Linked DNA regions of Pan troglodytes: region 2 is linked to region 1. Evidence: chromatin contacts called from public HiChIP or PLAC-seq data. All regions are on one chromosome and are shown on one strand. Each heading gives the region's core, a stretch centred on a gene start, on an enhancer-like site or on the middle of the called end of the contact. The rest is flanking DNA. Distances are from core to core; before and after follow the strand shown. Region 1 holds the start of LOC129135472 (protein C-mannosyl-transferase DPY19L1-like). Region 2 holds the start of NT5C3A (5'-nucleotidase, cytosolic IIIA).

What was found. HiChIP or PLAC-seq counts read pairs in DNA pulled down with a chosen protein or histone mark.
Region 2: an H3K4me3 HiChIP or PLAC-seq map of stem cell-derived excitatory neurons shows a contact between it and region 1, with 5 times the contacts expected there. The contact joins the promoter of NT5C3A here to the promoter of LOC129135472 in region 1. A contact is called at or near these places in 1 of 7 Hi-C or Micro-C datasets (stem cell-derived neural progenitor cells) and 1 of 1 datasets of contacts at active chromatin or transcription factors (stem cell-derived excitatory neurons).

What each region holds. Positions count from the first base shown.
Region 1 is chr6:38,535,844-38,543,664 of NHGRI_mPanTro3-v2.0_pri, reverse strand. It overlaps LOC129135472 (protein C-mannosyl-transferase DPY19L1-like), which reads right to left and starts at 3,496. Exons shown (of 9, transcript XM_063815917.1): 1 at 3,450-3,496; 2 at 1,001-1,069. The coding sequence starts at 3,496.
Region 2 is chr6:38,822,772-38,830,592 of NHGRI_mPanTro3-v2.0_pri, reverse strand. It overlaps NT5C3A (5'-nucleotidase, cytosolic IIIA), which reads left to right and starts at 3,979. Exons shown (of 9, transcript XM_001167622.8): 1 at 3,979-4,268. The coding sequence starts at 4,116.

The DNA of each region.
Region 1 (7,821 bases), core at 2,247-4,746:
CAGGACACTTTCTCCCCATGGTTTCCAGAGGCTGTCATTGATGAAAAGTCCTGTCTGCTACCATACTGTGGCAGCCCTGTCGTGGAGTAGACGTTCTTCCTGCCAGTGTTGTGGGACTCATTTCCCCAGAACCTTGACCTTAAATGCGAAATAGAGTGGTGCATGCAACATCTTTCCTTTATCAATGATAGAAACAGTAGGTGCAATGAGAGGCAGCAAGGGGCAGGTCCTCAGGAGTGGTTGGTCTCCTCTCCCGCCGAAGTCCTGTCTTCTGCAAGTGGGCTTGTTGCAAGTAGGCAGTTTGTTGCCCCGGGCCACCCCCATTCAGGCCTTTGGAGATTTAAGGGTCATCAGCACCTCTTTCTCCATCTGTGTTATATTTTGTCAGAGGGGGACAGAGTAGTCCTAATGCCTCACAGACTTCTAGTGACCCTGCCTGCCTGACTCCAGGGTTTAAATGGGAGTCCATGGAAACTGACTCAGGGGACAAACACAAGTGACCAAGACCACAATACTGTGAGAGCTGCCCCCTTTATTTTGATGAGAAGGTTTGTCTTACTGGGCCAATCTCATGCACCCAGCTCCTTCTTCCCTTAGTGCGAGGTTTCTCTCTTCTGCCGAGAGCAAGCTCACCCTGCCATGTCTCCTGGACAAGCGTTGACACTGCTGTGCCCAGTGGTGCATCCTGCTGAGAGTCATGCTAGATGTTGAGTGCAGCTCTGTGTCCAGATCTCATTCCCTTTCCTTGATTTTGGGGCTTACTTTTTGCAGATTGACCCTCGAACTTTCTTGGTCAGGAATGTTGAAATTCCCAACTTTGATTTTCTCCTTACTTGGGTTAGAGTTACTTAGGTCAGGCTAAGGGAGAGACTAATAGGCCAGGCAGGAGTAACAGAGGGCTGTGTGGTGCAGAGTGGGGCTGCCGCCTGGTCCTTCCCTCTCCAGGGCTGGCTTTCTCGTGAAGGGGGAGCAGAGGTTTTATACCCTTCCTAACTCTCACTTTTGGCTATCGCTGAAAGGGTCTACATCCCTACATTCCCGGGGCTTTGAAACCTGCTGACTTCTTGCTCTTTAATAAAGAAAATTCACCAGGGGTTTATTTAATAACAGTCCACTATCCCTCTGTGACTGCAGATTATTTGGCGATTTGGCTAGTTGAACTATCAATCTTAGATTCCTCTCATTTGATTTCCTCCCTAACGTCATTGTTTTTGGGGAGACTCAGATACTTCAGTATAGTATAGCTTTCCATTGTTATAAATTTTAAAGACTGAAAGTTTTCAATAATACTGGCTGGATTTTCTCCATTTACGGTAGACATACCTCATTACTTTATTTATTCTACAGATTTCGGAGTTCCTCCTTTTCCATAGGTGAGCTTGGAATTGAGTGCCAAACTATTTTAGACTTATCCTGAAAGACTGGGAGTACAATGCCACAGACACCACTGAGCAGGGGAGCCACTTGCTTTATAATTTCTTAAGAGAGATTGCTTCTTAAGGAAGCTATAGTTCTATTCGTCTCCCCAGTGACCCATTACTTATTTCCAGAGCAAAAATCAATCATCCCTTTTGCTCCTGGGGTGATACAGGAAATCTTCAGGAAGAAAGATGACACTGCTTCGCAGCTATGACAGTTGTGAGTCACGGGGACTTGGATGTGTTTCCAGTGGGCCCTCTGATGTTACTGGCCAGTGGGCATTGCCCCAGGCCTGCCTTCCTTGGGCTGAGGAGCTGGCCTGGCCAATTGCCTGTTCCCTTCAGCTGCTGGCTTCTGGGCTCCAAATAGCCTCAAGCCTTTACTGAAGATAGAAACAGGAGGCGCAATGAGAGGCAGCAAGTGCGAGGATTTGTGAGGCATCAGCCGGGATATCCTGTCTCACATGGGACTCCACATCCACCACGCTTTCCACCTGCCACTTTGCCATCCTCTCCAGGGCTTGGCTTGGGAATAAGCCTTCTCACCATCCCTCCTCCCATCTGCTCTGTTTTGGAGGTTGAGTCCACAAAGCCTTTTGGCTCTTAAAATTCTGTCAGGACAATCACTCCCTTTCTTAGAGACATCCATTGGCTTTGATGATGAGGGTTCTGGGTTCCTGTGTTACAGTAGCTCGTGTTTATGGGTACTTGTGCTCAGAGCCTCTTTCACCTTTGCTTGGAAGGGTCTTATTCAGGCCTCAATGTCCCACAGTGGAAGGGCTCAGTCTTGCTCCTGGGTGGAAAGATGACACTGAGGCCTGGCTTTAGTTCTCCCATCCCCAGAAGAAGAGAAGTCAAAATCTTTTATCTTTTATTATTATTATTTTTAACCAGAACCATGATTTCCTTGAAGACCTCCCATGTGGTCTAGAGAATTTTTCAATTTGGCATGGGTTTTGCTGCAGGAAACTTTTTTTTCTAACTGTAACCTCCAAACCTCATAGTAACCTAAAGAATATCCCAATAATTCACCTAGCTTACTCTCCTTTCTCCCTAAAGTGCAAATCTTGCAAAACTATCTAGTGCTTATTCATACCCTTTTCCCAAAGTGTGTAGCCCAAGGCATCTGCTATTTTAAGTAGGAAGAGGAGAAGCCGATATGATCATGGTTTTCTGGATCACTTATCACAGTCTAATGCAATTGTGGAAATGAGTTGTTTCAATCAGGCAAGGCACAGTGACCTTGAACACCCAAGTCAGGTCAAGGAAAAAGGGGCTTATTATAAACATAGACATGGAAAGAAAGCACTGAACAACGGACAGATTCCAAGATATCTCTGTGAATAGTTTCCTCCAGGCTGTGCGCTCTGCCTCCTGTCCCTCCGCTGTCCTCTCATCATTTGCATGTCTCTCTATAACTGTGCCATTGTCCTTTCTCCATGAGGTCACTTCCTCCGTTTACTCATGGGTCCTGCTGTCTTATGGTTTTGAGATGGTTCATTGTGACTTATCTCATTTGAATTCTACATCATGAACTTTGGGTTTCAATTTCCATTAACTGGCTTATCTCTCAGCCATAGTGTGCTGACCAATCCATGGGCTTCCACCTCTGCCTCATCTGTTTTGGTTGGGAGCTGGAGGCCATGTGGGACCAAATGTTGGCCCAAGTATCCAGGACTATGCAGGGTATTGTCCCTCAGTAGGGACTACGAGCATGGCAAGCACATTGAAGTGGATTCATCCCAGCATTAGTTTTGTTATGATGAAGATTGGAGCTTTTCTCTCTCCTTTTCAAATAAAGGCAGAGAAGGAACGTGGGTCTGTAAGGCAGGAGGACTCCGGGCATTGCTGTGGGTGCAAACTTCCCTTAGGAAGAGCCTGGTGATTTGTGAGGAAATGACCTCATTGTTTAAAAGAAGAATGCATCCAGGATCCTTATTATGTCTGCTGAGAATGACCCTTCATGGACTCTGGAATCTGGAGCAGGTGGGGAGAGAGGTCAGGAAGGGCTGTTTCTCCTTTAACTCTCACCGAAGCTTGCCCAAAGGCCCAAAGAGGACCGTATGACTGGCATTCATGGGCTAGTCAGAAGAGAGAAATGTAGTGCCTCTCTGTCTCATACCTGCTAAGGATGCTAAGAGGGGTTGTGTCTTGAGAAACAGTATATAGAATCTGGATGGGGAACAAAGGGAAAGATTTCTAGACATCAAGAAAGAGCTGCACAAAAAGAAAACACATTTTGGTGGGGAGCTGTTTCCTTCCATGTGGCGGTGTGATTATTTTAGCCTCTGGAAAGAAGCTCCCTCACTCCTACCAGGGAAGAAAGAGGGGCTTAAGCTGCTTGGATTGAATGTGGAAAGATTCTACTGAGCATGCTTAGCTCAGCCTTACCCTCTTTTTCGTGGGGGGAGCTGTTCATAGGGTCAGAAGTTTCTTCTGCGTCTCTGGATCACCTGAGCAGTTCACTTCCTGCCACAGGAAAACCTGTCCTGCATCAGGGCTTCCAGGGATTTTCTGGGTGTTTCAGGCAGGATAGGCTAGCCAGTGAAACAAACAACTTCCAAACATTCCGTAGCAGAACAAAAATAAATGTTTGTTTCTCACTTATGTCAGTGTTCAATGAGGACTGATGGTAAAGAAACAGGCTCTATTCCATGCAGTAATGCTGAGACCTAGTGTTCTTCCATCTGGTGGCTTTGCCCTCTTTTAAGCCCTGAGAGTCCTCTTTATTCAGCTTGCAAATGAAGGCTGCAAATGTGAAAGCATGAAACACATTTGGGAAATTCTTATCGACCATGTTAGGAGGGTGCACAGAATTTTTTCCACATTCCATTGGCCAAAATTCAATCACATGAACAGAGTTAACCAGAAAGGAGGCTGAGAAAGATATAGTGTAGTTGTGCCCGGAAGAGGGGACAAACACACACATGGGTGAACAGTAGCTGTTTATGCCACAGTGGGGAAGACCAGTTCTAGAGTTCATTGTTAGCAGGCTTTCTTGCCTGTAGGCACAAGCCACATTTGTTAGTAATAAGGGTGTTGTTTTAGTCTCTTCTCTGTTCTCTTTGTTTTATTTTATAATTTGTTCAAGATGCTCATGAGGAAAAAAGAAGTTATATTTGGACATCTCAACTCCAACATTTTGCGTATAGCCTAGGAACATTGAGAAATATAACAAAGAGGTTGAATAAGAAATTGGGATATATTTTGGACATTAATTTTCTTTAAACTTTTAATTACAAGGTGAAGAGAATATGATTTTGGACTTTAACTCCTTTGGGGTTTAATATCTTTGTACATTAATCATTGAACTTAATCTTTTAATTTTAATTTCAGAAAATTCATGATGAGAAGGAGTTTATATTCAAATTTGGAATATCTTGTAATTGGTATTTTATTGCCAGAATATCTGTTTTTGTCTTTTTTATTATTATTATACTTTAAGTTCTGGGATACATGTGCAGAACGTGCAGGTTTGTTACATAGGTATACACGTGCCATGGTGGTTTGCTGCACCCATCAACCCGTCATCTACATTAGGTATTTCTCCTAACGCTATCCCTCCCCTAGCCCTCCACCCACTGACAGACCCCAGTGTGTGATGTTCCCTTCCCTGTGACCATGTGTTCTCATTGTTCAACTGACACTTAGGAGTGAGGACATGCAGTGTTTGGTTTTCTGTTCCTGTGTTAGTTTGCTGAGAATGATGTTTTCCAGCTTCATCCATGTCTCTGCAAAGGACATGAACTCATCCTTTTTTTGTGGTTGCATAGTGTTCCATGGTGTGCACATTTCCATATGTGCCACATTTTCTTTATCCAGTCTATCATTGATGGGCATTTGGGTTGGTTCCAAGTCTTTGCTATTGTGAACAGTGCTGCAATAAACAAATGTGTGCATGTGTCTTTATAGTAGAATGATTTATAATCCTTTGGGTATATACCCAGTAATGGGATTGCTGGGTCAAATGGTATTACTGGTTCTAGATCCTTGAGAAATTGCCACACTGTCTTCCACAACGGTTGAACTAATTTACACTCCCACCAAAGTGTAAAAGCATTCCGATTTCTCTACATCCTCTCCAGCATCTGTTGTTTCCTGGCTTTTTAATGATTGCCATTCTAACTGGCATGAGATGGTACCTCATTGTGGTTTTGATTTGCCTTTCTCTAATGACCATTGATGATGACCTTTTTTCATACGTTTGTTGGCTGCATAAATGTCTTCTTTTGAGAAGTGTCTGTTCATATCCTTCACCCACTTTTTGATGGGTTTGTTTGTTTTATTCTTGTAAAATTTAGGTTCTTTGTAGATTCTTGATATTAGCCCTTTGTCAGATGGATAGATTGCAAAAATTTTCTCCCATTCTGTAGGTTGCCTGCTCACTCTGATGTTAGTTTCTTTTGCTGTGCAGAAGCTCTTTAGTTTAATTAGATCCCATTTGTCAATTTTTGCTTCTGTTGCAATTGCTTTTGGTGTTTTAGTCATGAAGTCTTTGCCCATGCCTATGTCCTAATGGTATTGCCTAGGTTTTCTTCTAGGGTTTTTATGGTTTTAGGTCTTACATTGAAGTCTTTAATCCATCTTGAGTTAATTTTTGTATAAGGTGTAAGGAACGGGTCCACTTTCAGTTTTCTGCATATGGCTAGCCTGTTTCCCCAACACAATACATGAAATAGGAAATCCTTTTCCCATGGGTTGTTTTTCTCAGGTTTGTCAAAGGTCAGGTGTTTGTAGGTGTGTAGCATTATTTCTGAAGGCTCTGTTCTGTTCCATAGGTCTATATATCTGTTTTGGTACACAGTACCATGCTGTTTTGGTACACAGTACCGTGCTGTTTTGGTTACTGTAGCCTTGTAGTATAGCTTGAAGTCAGGTAGCGTGATGCCTTCTTGCTGGAGTATCTTAATATTGTCATTGAATTTCACTGTAGAACATATGATGGTCTATATTTAGAGTGACCATATAATTTATCACTCAAACTACATAGTTTCGAGAGAGAAAGGAGGCTATATTAATAATTTTGCTGGGATAACAGGCAAAAACCTGGACTGTCTTGGGTGCATTGGTATGTATGGTCACCCCAATTATATTGGGCAATGCGGAAGAGCATACTTCGGGAAGAGAAATGCAATAAGGAATGGATTTGCAGTCTTGTAGAAATTTAATTAGCAAATTTTCTGACCCACATCAGAGCTCCCTGGGGATGAATTTTAACTTGTCCACTGATGTTCCCAAAAGTATCTACAGAGAAGCTGTATGAGTTAGGGTCCATCCAGGCAAAGAAAGAGAAACCACACTAGGTATTTCAGATAGAGAGACTCAATGCAAGGAACTGATCCCATGGCTATTGGAGGACTGAAAGAGCAGGAAGGAGGAGTAACATAGAAAGTCTAACTGCAGAAAGCTGCTAATATTCCTAAGACGGGAGGAACGAAAAGTAAAGGGTAGAACTATCCTGAGGGTTCAGAGGAGGCCCCAGGGCTGATGCTGGGACTCTGGGGGTGAGCTCCACGCAACTCAGGACAAATAGTGCCTGGATGCTGCTAGTAACTGAGGAGATGGCAAGGCTGGGGCTTGGAGGAAGAACTGCCCGCTGCCACCCCTGACCTCCCCCCCACAATTATGTTCTTGCTTGCTTCCAGTCTCCTGCCTATCTCCTTTTGGCAGACAGGAAGTCAATGACTGAGGTAGTCTGAGAAATTTGGTTTGCAAACTACTCACCCCACCATCAAGAGAAGGGAATAGAAGGGTGGCTTTGGAACTGAGAAACAATAGGGAAATAAAGGGCACAGGTGCAATGGTTGGCACTGGGGGAGTGCCTGTTGAAGAGGGAGCAGAATGCTCTTGCTGGAACTTCTGATCTCTGAGGATCAACACAGGCTTAAACTGAGCATGGGCTTAGGAGTCAAGTGCAAATGAGTTAATAACAAACAGTTGGGGATACTGGGGTGGGTTCTTCTTTTCCATTCCTGATGTCTTCTTTCTTTGTGGAGATGTCACATTCCCAATTCCTATTTGCCCTTCAGTCACTCTGATGAAAAGGAATGGCTGAACCATGCATCATGAATTTGCAGAGAATAAACCAAGCATGCTCAGCTCTGCCTTCCCCTTCTCTTGGGAGTAGGCTGCTTATAGGAAGCTGATGTTCTCCTTTGCCCCTCCATGTGTAAATATTACCTGTGCATTCATTAAGCTAATATTTATTGGTGTCTACTCAATTTTGGGTGTGGTTCTGTCCTTGGGAATACAACATTGAATCAAACAAAGATCTTTGTCTCACGAGAAATATCAACAATAAACAATAAACATAGCCAGTAAGCACACTGTACAGTATGTTAGAAAGCAATACATACTACTGCAAAAGAAAAATGCCGGATAGTCGGGCATCCGGATTACTGGG
Region 2 (7,821 bases), core at 2,730-5,229, 290 kb before region 1:
TTTTGATTTGCATTTCTCTGATGACCAGTGTTGTAGAGCATTTTTTCATATGCTTGTGGGCCATTTGTATGTCTTCTTTTGAAAAATGTTGTCCTTCAAGTCAAGGGCAGTATGGTCACTTTTTAATGGTTTTTCTTGTTGAGTAGTTTGAGTTTCTTATAGATTTTGAATAGTCACCCTTTGTTACATGCATTCTTTGCAAATATTTTCTCCCATTCTATAGGCTGTATGTTTAGTCTGTTGATTATTTGTTTTGCACTGCAGAAGCTTTTTAGCTTAATGAAGTCCCATTTGTCAACTTTTGTTTTTCATTTTTGTTGTTTCCTTTTGAGGACTTAGTCATAAGTTCTTCGCCTAGGCCAATGTCTGGAAGAGTTTTTCCCAGGGTTTCTTCCAGGATTTTTATAGTTTCAGGTCTTACATTTAAGTCTTAAATCCATCTTGGTTAATTTTTGTATACGGTGAGAGATGGGGGTCCAGGTTCATTCTTCTGCATATGGCTCTAAAATTATCCCGGCACAATTTATTGAATAGGGTGTCCTTTCGCCAGTGTATATTTTGTCAAATATCAGTTTGCTGCAAATATGGGGCATTTATTTCTAGTTTCTCTATTTTGTTCCATTGATCTATGTGTCATGTCTATTTTTATACCAGTACCATGCTGTTTTGTTTACTATGGCTTTGTAGTATAATTTTAAGTCAAAATGTGATACCTCCAGCTTTACTCCTTTTGTTTAGGATTGCTTTGTCTATTTGGGCCCTTTTATGGTTCCACATGAATTTTAGGATTGTTTTTTCTAATTCCATGAAGAATGACATTGGTAGTTTGCCAGGTATTGTGTTGAATCTGTATTTGCTGAATATGTATTCCTGAATCTGTATTTGCTGAATCTGTATTGTTGAATTTGAATTGCTTTGGGCAGTATGGTCATTTTGATGACATTAATTCTTCTAATCCTGGAGCATGAGGTGTTTTTCCATTTGTTTGTGTCATCTATTCTTTCTTTTTTTCTTTCCTTCCCTTTCTTCCATTCTTTTCCTTTTTCTTGAGACAGGGTCTCACTTTTTTTTTTTTTTTGAGACACAGTCTTGCTCTGTTGCCCAGGCTGGAGTGCAGTGGTATGATCTCGGCTCACTGAAAGCTCCACCTCCTGGGTTCATGCCATTCTCCTGCCTCAGCCTCCCGAGTAACTGGGACTACAGGCGCCCGCCACCATGCCCAGCTAATTTTTTGTATTTTTACTAGTGACGGGGTTTCATCGTGTTAGCCAGGATGTTCTCGACCTCCTGACCTTTTCACCAAGGCTGGAGTCCATAATCATAGCTCACTGCAGCCTCCAACTGCTAGGCTCCAGCAATCCTCCCACCTCAGCCTCCTGAGTAGTTGGGACTACAGGCATGCAGTGTCAGGCCTCTGAGCCCAAGCTAAGCCATCATATACCCTGTGACCTGCAAGTTATATGCCCAGATGGCCTGAAACAAGTGAAGAATCACAAAAGAAGTGAAAATGGCCTGTTCCTGCCTTAACTGATGACATTCCACCACAAAAGAAGTGAAAAATGGTGGGTCCCTGCCTTAACTGATGACATTACCTTGTGAAATTCCTTCTCCTGGCTCATCCTGGCTCAAAAGCTCCCCCACTGAGCACCTTGCGACCCCCACCCCTGCCTGCCAGAGAACAACCCCCCTTTGACTGTAACACATTTTCCTTTACCTACCCAAATATTACAAAACGGCCCCACCCCTATCTCCCTTCACTGACTCTCTTTTGGACTCATCCCGCCTGCACCCAGGTGAAATAAACAGCCTTGTTGCTCACACAAAGCCTGTTTGGTGGTCTCTTCACATGGACGAGAGTGAAATGCAGCACCATGCCCAGCTAATTTCTTTGGTTTTGCAGGGATTGTAGAGACAGGGTCTCGCTATGTTGCCGAGACTGGTCTCAAACTTGTGGCCTCAAGCAATCCCCCAACCTTGGGCTTCCAAAGTGCTGAGATTACAGGCACCAGCCACCTCACCTGGCCTGATTTCTTTCATCAGTATTTTGTAGTTCTCCGTGTAGAGATCTGCATTAGTCTGTTTTCTGGCTGCTGATAAAGACATACCCCACACTGGGCAATTTACAAAAGAAAGAGGTTTAATTGGACTTCCAGTTCCACGTGGCTGGGGAAGCCTCACAATCATAGTGGAAGGCAGGGAGCAAGTCCCATCTTACATGGATGGGAGCAGACAAAGAGAGAATGAGGAAGACGCAAAAGCGGAAACCCTGATAAAACCATCAGATCTCCTAATACTTAGGTCACTACCACGAAAACAGTATGGAAGAAAACACCCCAATGATTCAATTATCTCCCACCAGGTCCCTCCCACAACACATATGAATTATGGGAGTATAATTCAAAATGAGATGTGGGTGAGGATACAGGGTCAAACCATATCAAGATCTTCCATGTCTTTCAACAAGAATAATTAATATGTTAATTCACAGAGAAGCTGAAATAGTCTCCAAACATGGCCAACCCTCTTAGATTCAGAAACACAAGGTTTACACTTATAAAAAACATATGGACCCCTTTCCTCCTGGAAATTTACTACCAGGGTTTGTAGTCTAATTGACTATACTCCTACAGCTTTAACATCTCATATATATGATAATCAGACCTATGATATAGTATAACTAGTTAAAATAGAAATCATATTTCAGAGTACCCACATTCTTCCCATGCGCAGTTGACGGGCCATATTACAAAAACAAAATTTGGAACTCCATTTCTGTTTTAGATTGTCCACAGCTTCAAGACGAATGTTATTGTCTACAAAATGTTTAAAATCCTGAAATTATAGAAACGTGGCTTTAGTCTCTACCCATTCAAAATAATATGTAATATATGGAAAATGTTTTTGTTGAGGAAGAAAGATAAATGAGACTGTGACCATCTTAGGCCTCACAATCAGACAACATTTAAGTCATATTGGTATTTGGTGCAAAACTGGATTCATAAAAAATTGGCGACAAAATGACACAGTAATCTAGATATTGATACTCAAATATTCTGGGTATTAAAACTCAGTCTTCTTCAGGTTATACTCCCAGCTAACTTACTTTGGGACACGTTCTCGGTCTATACTGAGTCTGTGTTCCCAGGCTTAAGTCCTCAAACTTGGCCGAGTAATAAAACTAACCATGATTTCTTTAAGTTTTAGTGCCTGTTATTTCACCTTTCGGTCGACAAATCGTTTTTCTCATGTTCCTCTGTCTTACATCAATTTAATTTGTAGACCAGCCAAATAACCTAAAAGGCTAGAAGGAAACAATTTTTCCTCCCCTACAACTATTTCCTCTAGTCCTCCGGGTGAAAGTTGTTCCACGTCCTGGGCAGAGAGAGCCCCACCAGGCAGCACCACCAGCTCCACAGAGTTGGAGCGATTCCCCCAAGAAGCTCCCCTGCGCCCCTCCTCACCCCCAGAGACCAGCAGAAGAAATGGCATCTATCCCTTGGAAGACACTAGGCAGGAGAGAACAACTGCAAGCCCTTCGGCTCACACAGAAAAAAGGATGGCGGAGGCGGCGAATGGGATGCAGCAGAAACCCCGCGGCTGCGGCGGAAGGGACACGGCCCCTCTCCCGCCTAACTCTGAGCCATCTTCCCCGCGTTGTTATAGCACTTAGAACGGACGCCACTGCGCAGGTCACACCGTGCCGCGCCGCCTTCTGGGGGCCGGAGTCCAGAGGGGCTGAGGCGCGAAGGCGGAGACCGACTTCTTAGCGGGCCGCAGTTGGAATTAGATTTCTACTGGGGCGGGGCTCGAGCGAACCACGGCCTAATCCTCATTAGCAGAGAAGGATAATTACCGCAATACTCTGCCCTGCCCTGACAGCAGCTCGTGAGACCCTGAGTCCGCTGAAGGCCGCCTCCAGCCTGGGCTCCGGGCACAGGCCACGCCCCTCCCGCCGCGTCCTCGCCTCTTCCATCGATGGCGTGTGGGTGGGGCTTCGTGGGGGCGGAGCTGCGCGGGGCGGGGCGTCGCGGGCTCGTCCGTGATGCTCTGGGATCCCGCGCTTCCGAGACTCGCTGTCTACGCGAGCTGCCTGTTTTTTTCCTGCCTGGACGCGCATGAGGGCCCCGTCCATGGACCGCGCGGCCGTGGCGAGGGTGGGCGCGGTAGCGAGCGCCAGCGTGTGCGCCCTGGTGGCGGGGGTGGTGCTGGCTCAGTACATATTCACCTTGAAGAGGAAGACGGGGCGGAAGACCAAGATCATCGAGATGGTGAGTGTGGAGGCTCGGCGCGCCCAGAGCACGCGAGGGGCCGGCTGGGCCGTCTGCTGGCCTCGGCAGCCTGTGCTGGGCCGCTGCTCGGTCGCGACTGGGAGCTGCCGGCGTCGCCTGTCAGGCTGGGATCTCGCTAGCTCGGGACGCGCAGCTTGGGGGACCCGGCCGCCCCGCGTGCGGCCACTCCGCGGGCTTGGTGACCAGGGTTTGGTCCCCGGCTGCGGCCCTTGGCTGCCCGTGGTCTTTGTTAGGTTTCCGTTTGAAGGAGCAAGGCAGAAAATAGATGAATCGGACACAGGCTACTTTGTGCTGCAAAACCCGTTTCTCTAGAGATAAGCTGCATGTCCTGGGCAGGTCGCTCCTTCTCTCCCTGCCTTGCTCCCGCCCTCCCCCCGGATCCGCGTCAAACCGTTGCCGCTAATCTAGTTGCAATTCCCGCAGAGGACTAGTTTTATGTTGGGGCTGCCATGAGTTAGATTATGAAAATGTGCAATATCTAAAATTTTACAAGAATGGCAATCCAGGAGAAATTCAGGATAGTTTATTTTGTATTTGAATGTATTCCTTCTTGTCTCAAAACTCCCACGAAATATCTTTGTTTTCATCTTAACTCCCAAAGCTCTTGTATACATTTTCGAATTTAATTTTTTATTGAAGAGGGTGTCTCAAGAATTCCCTTTGAGATACATTATAAGTAATTGTTTCAAAAATGAGGATATTTAGTTTCGTTTTGTATTTTAATTAGAACCCACTCAGGAAGACAATTCTTGCACAAACTTGCACGCTTATGTATTTCCTGAAATGCATAATCCTGGGTATACGCCTGACCGTGTGCTATACATGTGAATATCTAGGGTCAGATGATTTATGATAGAAAAAAATTTAAAATCTACATTAAATAATATCATTTTAGGGTGTAATACTTGGAATTTCTCAGCACCTGCGATATGTTCCAACTGACGAAAGACACGATTTGTCCTATTGGTTGTATTGACCCCAGGTTGAATACAGACGTATTTGCATAATTAAAATTAGCCAGTGTCCCAGCTATTTGGGAGGCTGAGAGGAGGATCACTGGAGTCTGGGAGTTCAAGGTTATAATCACACCTGTGGATAGCTACTGCACTCCAGCCTGGGAAACATAGCGAGACCCTGTCTCTTAAAAAAAAAAATTAATTCCCACTTGTCTCATATTCCAATAATATTCCCTAATTTTGAATTAATTTATTCTTAAAGGGTCTTAATAATTCTAAAGGCTTATTAAAATTCATTTGTCCCACATCTGTATGCCCACAGCAGCAAATGGTTTTATCTCAGAAGTTTCATTTTGCTTTTGTTGCTTTCCTGCTTAGAAAACTTGGCTTTCTTTTGCCCACAACCCAAGGTTAATAATGCCTATGTAGGGGAAAAAACCGAGTTGCCATATCTCCCTGCCTGTGCTTAAACTGTGGATTGGTCTGTATACCACTTATCTAAGCCAAGTAAGGTTAAAAATCAGCGTGTTCACAAAATCCTTCAATGATACCATCATAGGAACAGTTTGCTATCTTTGTGACAAATAATGAAGACCTATCTAGAATACCAACTTATTGGTACTAAAGAAATCAGTCAATATTTACATGTATGCGTAGTATATTAATTCAGATTGTAATATATGTGTAGCCTGCTAGTAGCTTTTCAATGGAAAAAGTGAAAAGAGCTTCATATTAACTTTTTAAATTTTAATAGGTTGCTTCTTCAAGTGGAAGAAGTATTTGACTGGGGGTCAGAAGACCTGGGTTGGAATCCTAGTTCCATCTTTCTGTAATAATGTAGGTCTGCTCTGCCCATCCTCTGCCCTCCTCCCTCAGAAAAATCTCTGCAAACCCATGATGTCCAACAGACATAGCTCATATTGGTCACAGCTAACGGAGTTAACTACCTAACCAAGTTGGGCCTATCTAACTGGCTAAGAAAACCAATAACTTCTGGGACTTGGTCAAAATGATGCATTGTCTTGCAAGAGTTTTTAATTGAGAGACATGAGGAAGTTGCTAGTGGGTTGTGTATGCTACAGCTGAAATATCCCATAGGGCAGCAAGATTAATGTACAGAAGAAGCCAGTCATGGCTAGGCATGGTGGCTCACACCTGTAATCCCAGCACTTTGGGAGGGTGAGGTGGAAGAACCCTGTCTCAAAAAAAAAAAAAAAAAAAAAAGAAGGAAAGCAAGATAGGGAATGGGATCAAGAAACTGAATTGTAAAGGAATTTTGTAAAGCCATTATAAAGAGTTTGCTCTTTATTTTGCAACAAAGGATCATCAAAGGTTTGCTTTGGCAGGGTACAGTGGCTCACGCCTGCAATCCCAGCACTTTTGGAGGCTGAGGCGGGAGGATCCCTTGAGCCCAGGAGTTCGAGACCAGCCTGGGCGGCATAGGGAGACCCTTTCTCTACAGAAAATAAAGATTTTAGCCAGTGCAGTGGCACACACTTGTAGTGTAGTCCCAGCTACTTAGGGGCCGAAGGTGAAATCTCTTGAGTCAAGGTGGTCGAGGCTGCAGTGAGTCGTGATCACACCATTGCACTCAAGCTTGGGTGACAGAGTCACCCAGAGTCTCAAAACAGAGAAACAAAAAACCCAACAGTATGTTTTATGAAGATGAGATAAGGTGGACTGGAAGGGAAGATCCTGGAAAGAAAGAAATTTAGGAGGTTGGTAGTATTGCTTGCGAAAGATGATTAGAGACCTTAAACTATGGCACTAGCAACAGGTATGGAAATAAGGGATCAGGAGACAAACATTTCCGAGATAAAATCAACGGGACTTTGTGCACAGACTGTAGAGTCATACAAACCTAGTTTTGAATCTAGTTTTTCTCATTTATCAAGCCATGTGACCTTGGGCAAATTACTTAACCTCTCTGAATCTCCCATTTTTCATCTATTAATTGGGAGATAATGATAGTACCTACTTCATAGGTTGTGAAGATTAAATGAGATAACACAGGGCCTAGAACATAATTGCTTTCTTTCAGAGCTTATTATTTGTGATCATTAGATAAAGGGATTAATTGTAAGGAGAAATAACTTTAAGGTTATCAGGTAACTGCTGATTCTGGTTATATTATTAGCCAAGATGAAGAGAAGGAAAAAGTGGCAGGTTTGGAAAGTAGCCAGGAGGTAAGGGAAATGTGGAATCACAAGTTCACTTTAAGTCATATGAAATTTGAGATGATCAAGGAATGACCAACTAGAAATGTTCATGAAATAGTTAATATATTTAAAGTGCTTAGAAAAGTGCCTGGCCCAGAGTAACCAATATATACATTACTTATTGTTATTATTAGCAATAGCAACTGAAAATGGAAGGCTGGTGCTCTAAAGATAAATTGGGGCTAGAAATAATATTTTCCCAAATGTCTAGCCTCTCAATGGCAAGTGTGGAGCTGGATATTATTTCTCATCCATAGTTTTACAGCAAGAAGAAAACAGAAAACTTGGCAATGCCAAGTTCAGTAAAGACGCTGAAAGCTGTCAGAGGTGGAATAACAGGAAATGTTTCCAAAGAAG